Regions from separate parts of the Arabidopsis thaliana genome. Here region 2 is linked to region 1. The links are chromatin contacts, called in public targeted proximity ligation maps. All regions are on one chromosome and are shown on one strand. The core of a region is the stretch at or near the end of the contact, and the rest is flanking DNA. Distances in the headings are between cores, read along the strand shown. Region 1 holds the start of AT1G52870 (Peroxisomal membrane 22 kDa (Mpv17/PMP22) family protein). Region 2 holds the start of AtNug2 (GTP-binding family protein).

Region 1 (3,691 bases), core at 1,064-3,563:
TCTTCATGTCGGCGATGCTCGCACAATGGCCACACCGTGAGCAAGTTCCAGCCGCCGGTTTGCTCCGTTTCACTTTCCTTGTCTGATCAACCAAGAAACAGAAACAAACCATATCTTCTTCAAGAAGAAAACTCTGATATATGTAGACCAATCAGAGAAGAAAAGAAAACTCTCTTTTGGATACGACCAGGTTTGTTATCAGAGAAGGAAGAATGTTCTCTGTGTCTTCTTCTTTTTTTCTTTCTTTAATGTGGTTTTGCAGATTTTATGAGTTCTGGAATTTTGTGGCTATAAATAACAAAAAAAACGGACGAGGAATGAATTAAAGTTTAAATCATTCACTCGTGTGGGGAGAGTTTTAAAAATAAATGAAGTAAATAATTTTGAGAGATTCGAGTCTTGGACATATATACAGAAAAAATAAAATAATACTTTTGACATGAACTAAAATGCTAAAAAATATTTTTGTAAATTAGTACTTGCATTCTTATATAGTTTGCGATAATACTAACATTAATTGTTGTGTTGTGTAGTATATTACTCATTTACAGTGATTGCAAAACAAAATTCAGTTTTCTACTTCCTTACACTGTTACACACTTATACTTACATTGTAACGTAAAATAATTGTAGTTTGTTATGTAATAATATTATAGGGAAAAGGAGGTACGTAGGTACAAAGTCTCTAGCTCCGTATTAATTGTCACATTATGAATTTCCTTAGCGGCAAAGGCTTTGTGTCATGAAGAAAGTGTGAGTAGCAGACACGTGGACAAAACAGTTGGATGTTGAGTATGTCATTGTCATTGCCATTGCCCTTATCAGAAACATGGGTCATGAGAAAAACTCTCCTCCTCAATTTTCAATCTTTTGTTATTGATGGATTAGTTACGTGTTTTTTCTTCCTCATTTCACCAACAATATTTGCATTTATTAGTTCATAGTACAATATAGTTTCGGTGATAAACGGCAACCGGGCAGGTAATGGCAAACTTTATATTGTTGAATATTATTAAAACATTCAATGTAGATGTTGAAAAGGTTAGGACAATATGTATTATAAATTTAGAATCGAAACTTCAATCATATTAAAATCAAGAAGACGAAAAAAATGTCTCTAAGCTAATGTGTTTCAAGTAGTGGTTTATGGTTATGGAGATAATATGATTGGTTTAATTTCTTGTGCAAATGTCTGCATCATTATAGTTGAGAACTTTAGTTTTGTTATTCAGTTTGTGGCAATAGCTTCTGTACTAATTAATTTAGAAAATGTTGAATTTGAATCTTTGCCCATCCTAAGTCTCCTCTCTTCCATAAATGACTATGACTATGTCATATGCAGACAAATATATAAAACAAGACCATAAACTATTAATGACGATATTTTTTGTATGAATATGGTTGCTTGCTTTCAAAGAAAAATCATCATTTAGGAAATATAAAACGTTGAACCTAACATACAATTAATAACGATGACTATACTATTACAACCACTTGATTTAACGTGTTTATTGATAATTCTCCAGCATTACATAAATCAGTCACCTCAATCTATGTTAAAATAGTTTGCGTCTAGGTCAAAAAGATTGAAAATTATCTGGCAAGAAACATTTCGTTTAAATTCGTAAATCTTATAAAGTTGGGACTAGTTTAATCTTCTTCGTTCTACCACATAAACTGAACAATATTCTGAAATCAATATTGTTTACCTTATTTTTTGTATCATCGCATCAAACCTGTCAGATGTAATTGAGTTGATAGATTTATTAATTTGCTATGGCCTATGGTTAAATAGTTAAATCCTTGCGAAAATAAAGACTAGCTAAGTTAATAACCATAATGATGGGCTGGGCCTTACTGGGCCAAACGAGAGAGATACATTAATTTAATAAATAAAAAAGATCCGACCTGCCGGAATCGAACCAGCGACCTAAAGATTATCTGTCAAAGACTACAGTCTTCCGCTCTACCAACTGAGCTAAGGTCGGTATTGCAATAACGTGACATTTACATTTATATATAGTGTTAACAAACTCATTATTATTTATAACCATAAGATTTTAAATAATATAATATCCTTAAACAATATAAAAGTCTCATTTACCTCCAATTTTGAATTTTGGGTTCATGATACAGATATTGATTTAAGGATATTATTATTTATCTTTATCACATATATTGATTTAAGGATATTATATTATTTAAAATCTTATGGTCATAAATATTTTCAGCATTTGCACAACAAAAAATAATTATTATTATTATTGAGAAGAATCTTGTAAGAGTACTTGTGGACACAGTAGTACTCTCATCCTCTAATCCGAAGAATCTTCTATTCGGTTAAAACAAGAACTTCTCGATCACACCGAAACTTTCCAGAATTTATTAATCGTAGCCGTTCATCTTCGACGTCAAACATATTGATAAGTCAAAAAACGAATCACAACCGTTAGATTTAGTTCAAACACCGTAATATAACCGTAGCGGAACATAAGCTACGTGGTGGAATCTTCACGGCTCACACAAATATAAGATAACGTCCGTTTCAAATTCCCCCAACTCGGAGAAACCGAAGCGAGTCTGACTCTCTGAGTCGTCACCACCGAGTCAACTCTGTCTCCGCCATGGCTGCTGCTTCACTCCACACTTCAATCTCACCACGTAGCTTCCTTCCTCTCTCCAAACCATCTCTAAAACCTCACCGTTCCCAAATTCTACTGAGAAACAAACAGAGGAATTGCGTTTCGTGCGCATTGATCCGTGACGAAATCGACCTGATTCCGGTTCAGAGCCGAGATCGGACCGACCATGAGGAAGGTTCGGTGGTAGTGATGAGCACTGAGACGGCGGTTGATGGTAATGAATCGGTTGTTGTAGGTTTTAGTGCTGCGACGAGTGAAGGTCAGCTTTCGTTAGAAGGGTTTCCTTCTTCTTCTTCTTCGGGAGCTGATTTAGGAGATGAAAAGAGAAGAGAGAACGAAGAAATGGAGAAGATGATCGATCGAACCATTAACGCTACGATTGTTTTAGCTGCTGGTTCTTACGCTATTACCAAATTGCTTACCATCGATCATGATTATTGGCATGTAAGTATTGAATTTGATGTTGCTTCAGTAATTAGTGCTATTGCATTATTGTTTCAATCATAAAGATTGTGACTTTGATGTTGCTTGAGTGATTAGTGCTATTGCTCACTTGTTTCCATCACAAAGATTATGACTTTGATGTTTTTTGGAGTGATTAGTGCTATTGCTCTCTTGTTTCCATCACAAAGATTGTGGCTTTGATGTTGCTTGAGTGACTTTCCCTGATGCTCCTTTGTTTTCCATCACAAAGATTGTGACTTAGATATTTTTGAGTTATTCGTCTTCACTGTTTACAATATTATTTGAGTACTATGTTTGATTTGATTTGTATGAGTATTTGAACTTGTTTGTTGTGGTTTTGCAATCTCAGGGATGGACTCTGTTTGAGATACTAAGATATGCTCCTCAACATAACTGGATTGCTTACGAAGAAGCGCTAAAGCAAAACCCGGTTCTAGCAAAAATGGTCATTAGTGGAGTTGTCTACTCTGTAGGAGATTGGATAGCTCAGGTTTTTGTTTTGTTTTGTTTCTCTTCTTTCCCCTGTTGCTATGAATTTGAATCGTTTTGATAACATTTGTGATCTTTCTGTCCAGTGTTACGAA
Region 2 (3,637 bases), core at 387-2,886, 52 kb after region 1:
CACATATTAGGATCTGAAGTTGATGTCGCCTGCTACTTCATGTTTAGTTTGTCCTTCTTATATAGATTTACACTAATCCAAAAGCTTCAGCTGGTGCAAACCTGCATTTAAATTTGTAACAGATTAGAGTTCTTCTTAAGAGAACTTACTTGATAATATAACAAGTTAAACCTTAAGCTGTCTTAAACATATAAGTAGCTTTTTCAATCTTTAAATAGAGTAATTGGATTCTCGAACAGCAATATATAATATACTACTTACCTTTCATGTATAATCTTTAAATAGAGCTATTGGATTTTGATGGTCGTAAGAAGCCGCAGTCATAGGAAGTCATGTAATTTCCAAACAATTTTTTTTTGTCAGCATTCCATTCAGTTTTAGGTATAGTTTTTTATTTATTAAATTTGTAAATAATTAAATTAGACATAATAGAATCTAGAGCCTATATATCTTCATTAGACCATATTAGGCCCACGACTAAAACCAACACACAATACATAAACAAATTCAAAGTTGGGCCAAAAACTATATGTTCTCAAACAAACAAATCATTTTTCTTTCCAAATAAAATACGTAATATAGCTTGGATACAAAATTTTCACATTTAATATAAACTAAATATTATATATTTAATATAAATACGATATTTTAAAACAAAGACAATCTAATGCAACATTAATCATTATATTCAAATAGTAATAAAAGTAAAACATATTATAGCATCACTTTTACACTTAGATAATTAAAACAAAGTATTCAATTTTATTCATGAAAAATATTAATGCCCGTGCTGTATAGCACGGGTTATGATCTAGTGTATGTATAATTGGATAAATATAACTTTTTATGATCATTAACTTAAAAATCAAGTTTCAAAAGCGAGAGGAGCACCAATCTTAGCAGCAGTGGTCTCAACACATTTATTCCACATCCGTTTGCTCCTAGGAAGAATCGCAGAAGCAACATCTTTTAGCTCATAAGTGGCGAACACAAAAGTCATCAATCCTTCGTGACATTCTCTTCCAATCTTCAAAAAGTTCACACAACAATCCTCCGAAACGGGCTTGTCGTCGATCAATCCTTCCGTCATCTCAACATTGCATTTCGAGCTCATTTTATCCGAACAATCTTGGAGAAATTTGATGCGCCGGGTCGTCATGTGGCTTAGGAGTTCGTGGTCGTACTCGTAAGCTGCAGCGGGTTCGTATGCCAATGATTCAGGAGATATTGGACTGATCTCTTCTTCTTGACCAATAGTTTGATAAACCATCGATGTGGTGGCTATGAGAAACGTTATGAGAATTGCTTTCTCCATTTTCTTTTTCTTGTAATGAAGAAGAAAAGCTTTAACGAAGTAGCCTTTTAATGGTTTATTAATTTGTAACGAGTAACGACTAGCTTTTTATGTTTCTGGTCATTAAAGGATTGTTTGATTTTTTTGACATGTTTACATATGTTACTTACTTGATTAATAATTAAGTCACATTTCAGTTTATACACATTTTTTCATGTTCACGCCAAATGCATAGACTTAGAAGGGGCTTTTGTGTTATAATGGGCCTATGGGCCTATGGGCCTTTTGGGCCAAAACCATTGAAGCCCATTTTAAGAGGAGACTCACAGCAAACCCTAGCAAAAACACTCGAAGCCACTCTGTTTCTTCTTCCTCCTCTGTTTCTTTCTTCTCTTCCATCGTTCGCCGTTAAGGAAAACAAAAATCAGAGATGGTGAAGAAGGAGAAGAAAGCGAATGTTTCCGGTAAACCAAAGCATTCGCTCGATGCGAATCGTGCTGATGGCAAAAAGAAAACCACCGAAACCCGGTCCAAATCCACAGTTAACCGGCTTAAGATGTACAAGACTAGACCTAAGAGAAACGCCGGTGGTAAAATCCTTAGCAACGAGTACCAGTCAAAGGAATTACCCAACTCACGAATCGCACCTGATCGACGATGGTTTGGTGAGTTTCAGATTTTCGTGAGAATTTATGTCACTCAATTGATTTTCATAGTCATCTGATTTTCTGTTGATGTGTTATTGTATAGGGAACACTCGTGTTGTGAATCAGAAAGAGCTTGAGTACTTTAGAGAAGAGCTTCAGACTAAGATGTCTAGTAATTACAATGTGATTTTGAAGGAGAGGAAGTTGCCTATGTCTCTTTTAACTGATAACAAGAAGGTAAATTTTTTAACTTTGTTGAATTTAGATTATCAAAGGTGTTAAAGTTTCGATTTTTGATTGGTTTTGGTGTTTCTTTGTTAAGCAATCGAGAGTTCATTTGCTGGACATGGAGCCCTTTCAAGATGCTTTTGGAAGGAAGACTAAAAGAAAGCGACCAAAGCTGGTTGCTTCTGATTATGAAGCCTTGGTGAAGAAGGCAGCTGAATCTCAGGGTAATTTGGGCTATTTTTGACCTTGTTGTAATAAAATGATGCATTATGTATTCATTTGGGACATTTTGGTTCATTTTGAAGATGCATTTGAGGAGAAGAATGGGGCAGGTCCTTCTGGTGAAGGAGGAGAAGAAGAGGACGGGTTTAGAGACCTTGTGAGGCATACTATGTTTGAAAAGGGACAGAGCAAGCGTATTTGGGGGGAACTTTACAAAGTCATAGACTCCTCTGATGTAATTGTCCAGGTATGTTTCTATTCACGGTTCAAGTTAATGAAAGAGATTTTGTAGTTTTCTTTCTCTGGCTTATTTGTATTTCGTGTGACAGGTTATTGATGCTAGGGATCCACAAGGTACTAGGTGTCATCATTTAGAGAAAACTTTGAAAGAGCATCACAAGCATAAACACATGATTCTATTATTGAACAAGGTTAGTTGTTTTCATATTTGGAAACTCAGCTAGCTTAAGTTGACTGTTCCTAGTGTGAAAGATGCTTACTAGTTATCTTAATGTGTCTTTTTCTTAAAGTGTGATCTGGTTCCGGCTTGGGCCACTAAAGGATGGTTGAGAGTATTATCAAAGGAATATCCAACTCTAGCATTCCATGCAAGTGTTAACAAGTCTTTCGGAAAGGTACTTCATCGATAATTTATCTCCTTAAAGATCCTCTGATCATTGACTTGTATTTTATATTTTTGAAGTCTTATTATCATCCTATGTTATTTTCTTAATGTATGTTCACCAAATGATGGCTGATTTCAGGGGTCACTTCTCTCAGTTTTGAGGCAGTTTGCTCGTCTAAAGAGTGACAAGCAAGCCATATCTGTGGGATTTGTTGGGTATCCGAATGTTGGGAAATCATCAGTTATCAACACGCTGCGTACTAAAAATGTATGAACTTCTTTGCTACTTCAGTGAATCCCTAATTGCCAATTTACTATTGCTCACATATCTCCTTCCTCTGTCTCTTCTTTAGGTTTGCAAGGTTGCTCCAATTCCAGGAGAGACTAAGGTCTGGCAATACATCACACTCACTAAGAGGATTTTCTTGATTGATTGTCCTGGAGTTGTTTACCAGAGCCGTGATACCGAGACAGATATTGTTCTCAAGGGAGTGGTATGTATCTTGTATTATCAGTCTTTTCTTCCACGTATTACACGCAAATGCCTTGAAAACTTTTGGTTCACCTTTGCTCAAACCCATTGATTAATTATCTTACATATTCATAATTTTGGTTTATAGG

The links.
Region 2: a targeted proximity ligation map of shoot shows a contact between it and region 1, with 10 read pairs. A contact is called at or near these places in 4 of 26 Hi-C or Micro-C datasets (callus and root), 1 of 2 datasets of targeted methods (shoot) and 1 of 3 other capture datasets (root).

What each region holds. Positions count from the first base shown.
Region 1 is chr1:19,683,232-19,686,922 of TAIR10.1, forward strand. It overlaps AT1G52870 (Peroxisomal membrane 22 kDa (Mpv17/PMP22) family protein), which reads left to right and starts at 2,314. Exons shown (of 6, transcript NM_104164.6): 1 at 2,314-3,086; 2 at 3,457-3,597; 3 at 3,683-3,691. The coding sequence starts at 2,625. AT1G52860 (a tRNA gene) reads right to left here and starts at 1,988; the gene lies at 1,903-1,988. It overlaps AT1G52855, which reads right to left and starts at 334. Exons shown (of 1, transcript NM_202282.2): 1 at 1-334. The coding sequence starts at 112.
Region 2 is chr1:19,735,769-19,739,405 of TAIR10.1, forward strand. AtNug2 (GTP-binding family protein) reads left to right here and starts at 1,637. Exons shown (of 11, transcript NM_104176.4): 1 at 1,637-1,959; 2 at 2,045-2,178; 3 at 2,264-2,393; 4 at 2,475-2,638; 5 at 2,721-2,822; 6 at 2,922-3,026; 7 at 3,156-3,284; 8 at 3,370-3,510; 9 at 3,637. The coding sequence starts at 1,725. DD11 (downregulated in DIF1 11) reads right to left here and starts at 1,315. Exons shown (of 1, transcript NM_104175.2): 1 at 714-1,315. The coding sequence starts at 1,315. The coding sequence ends at 866.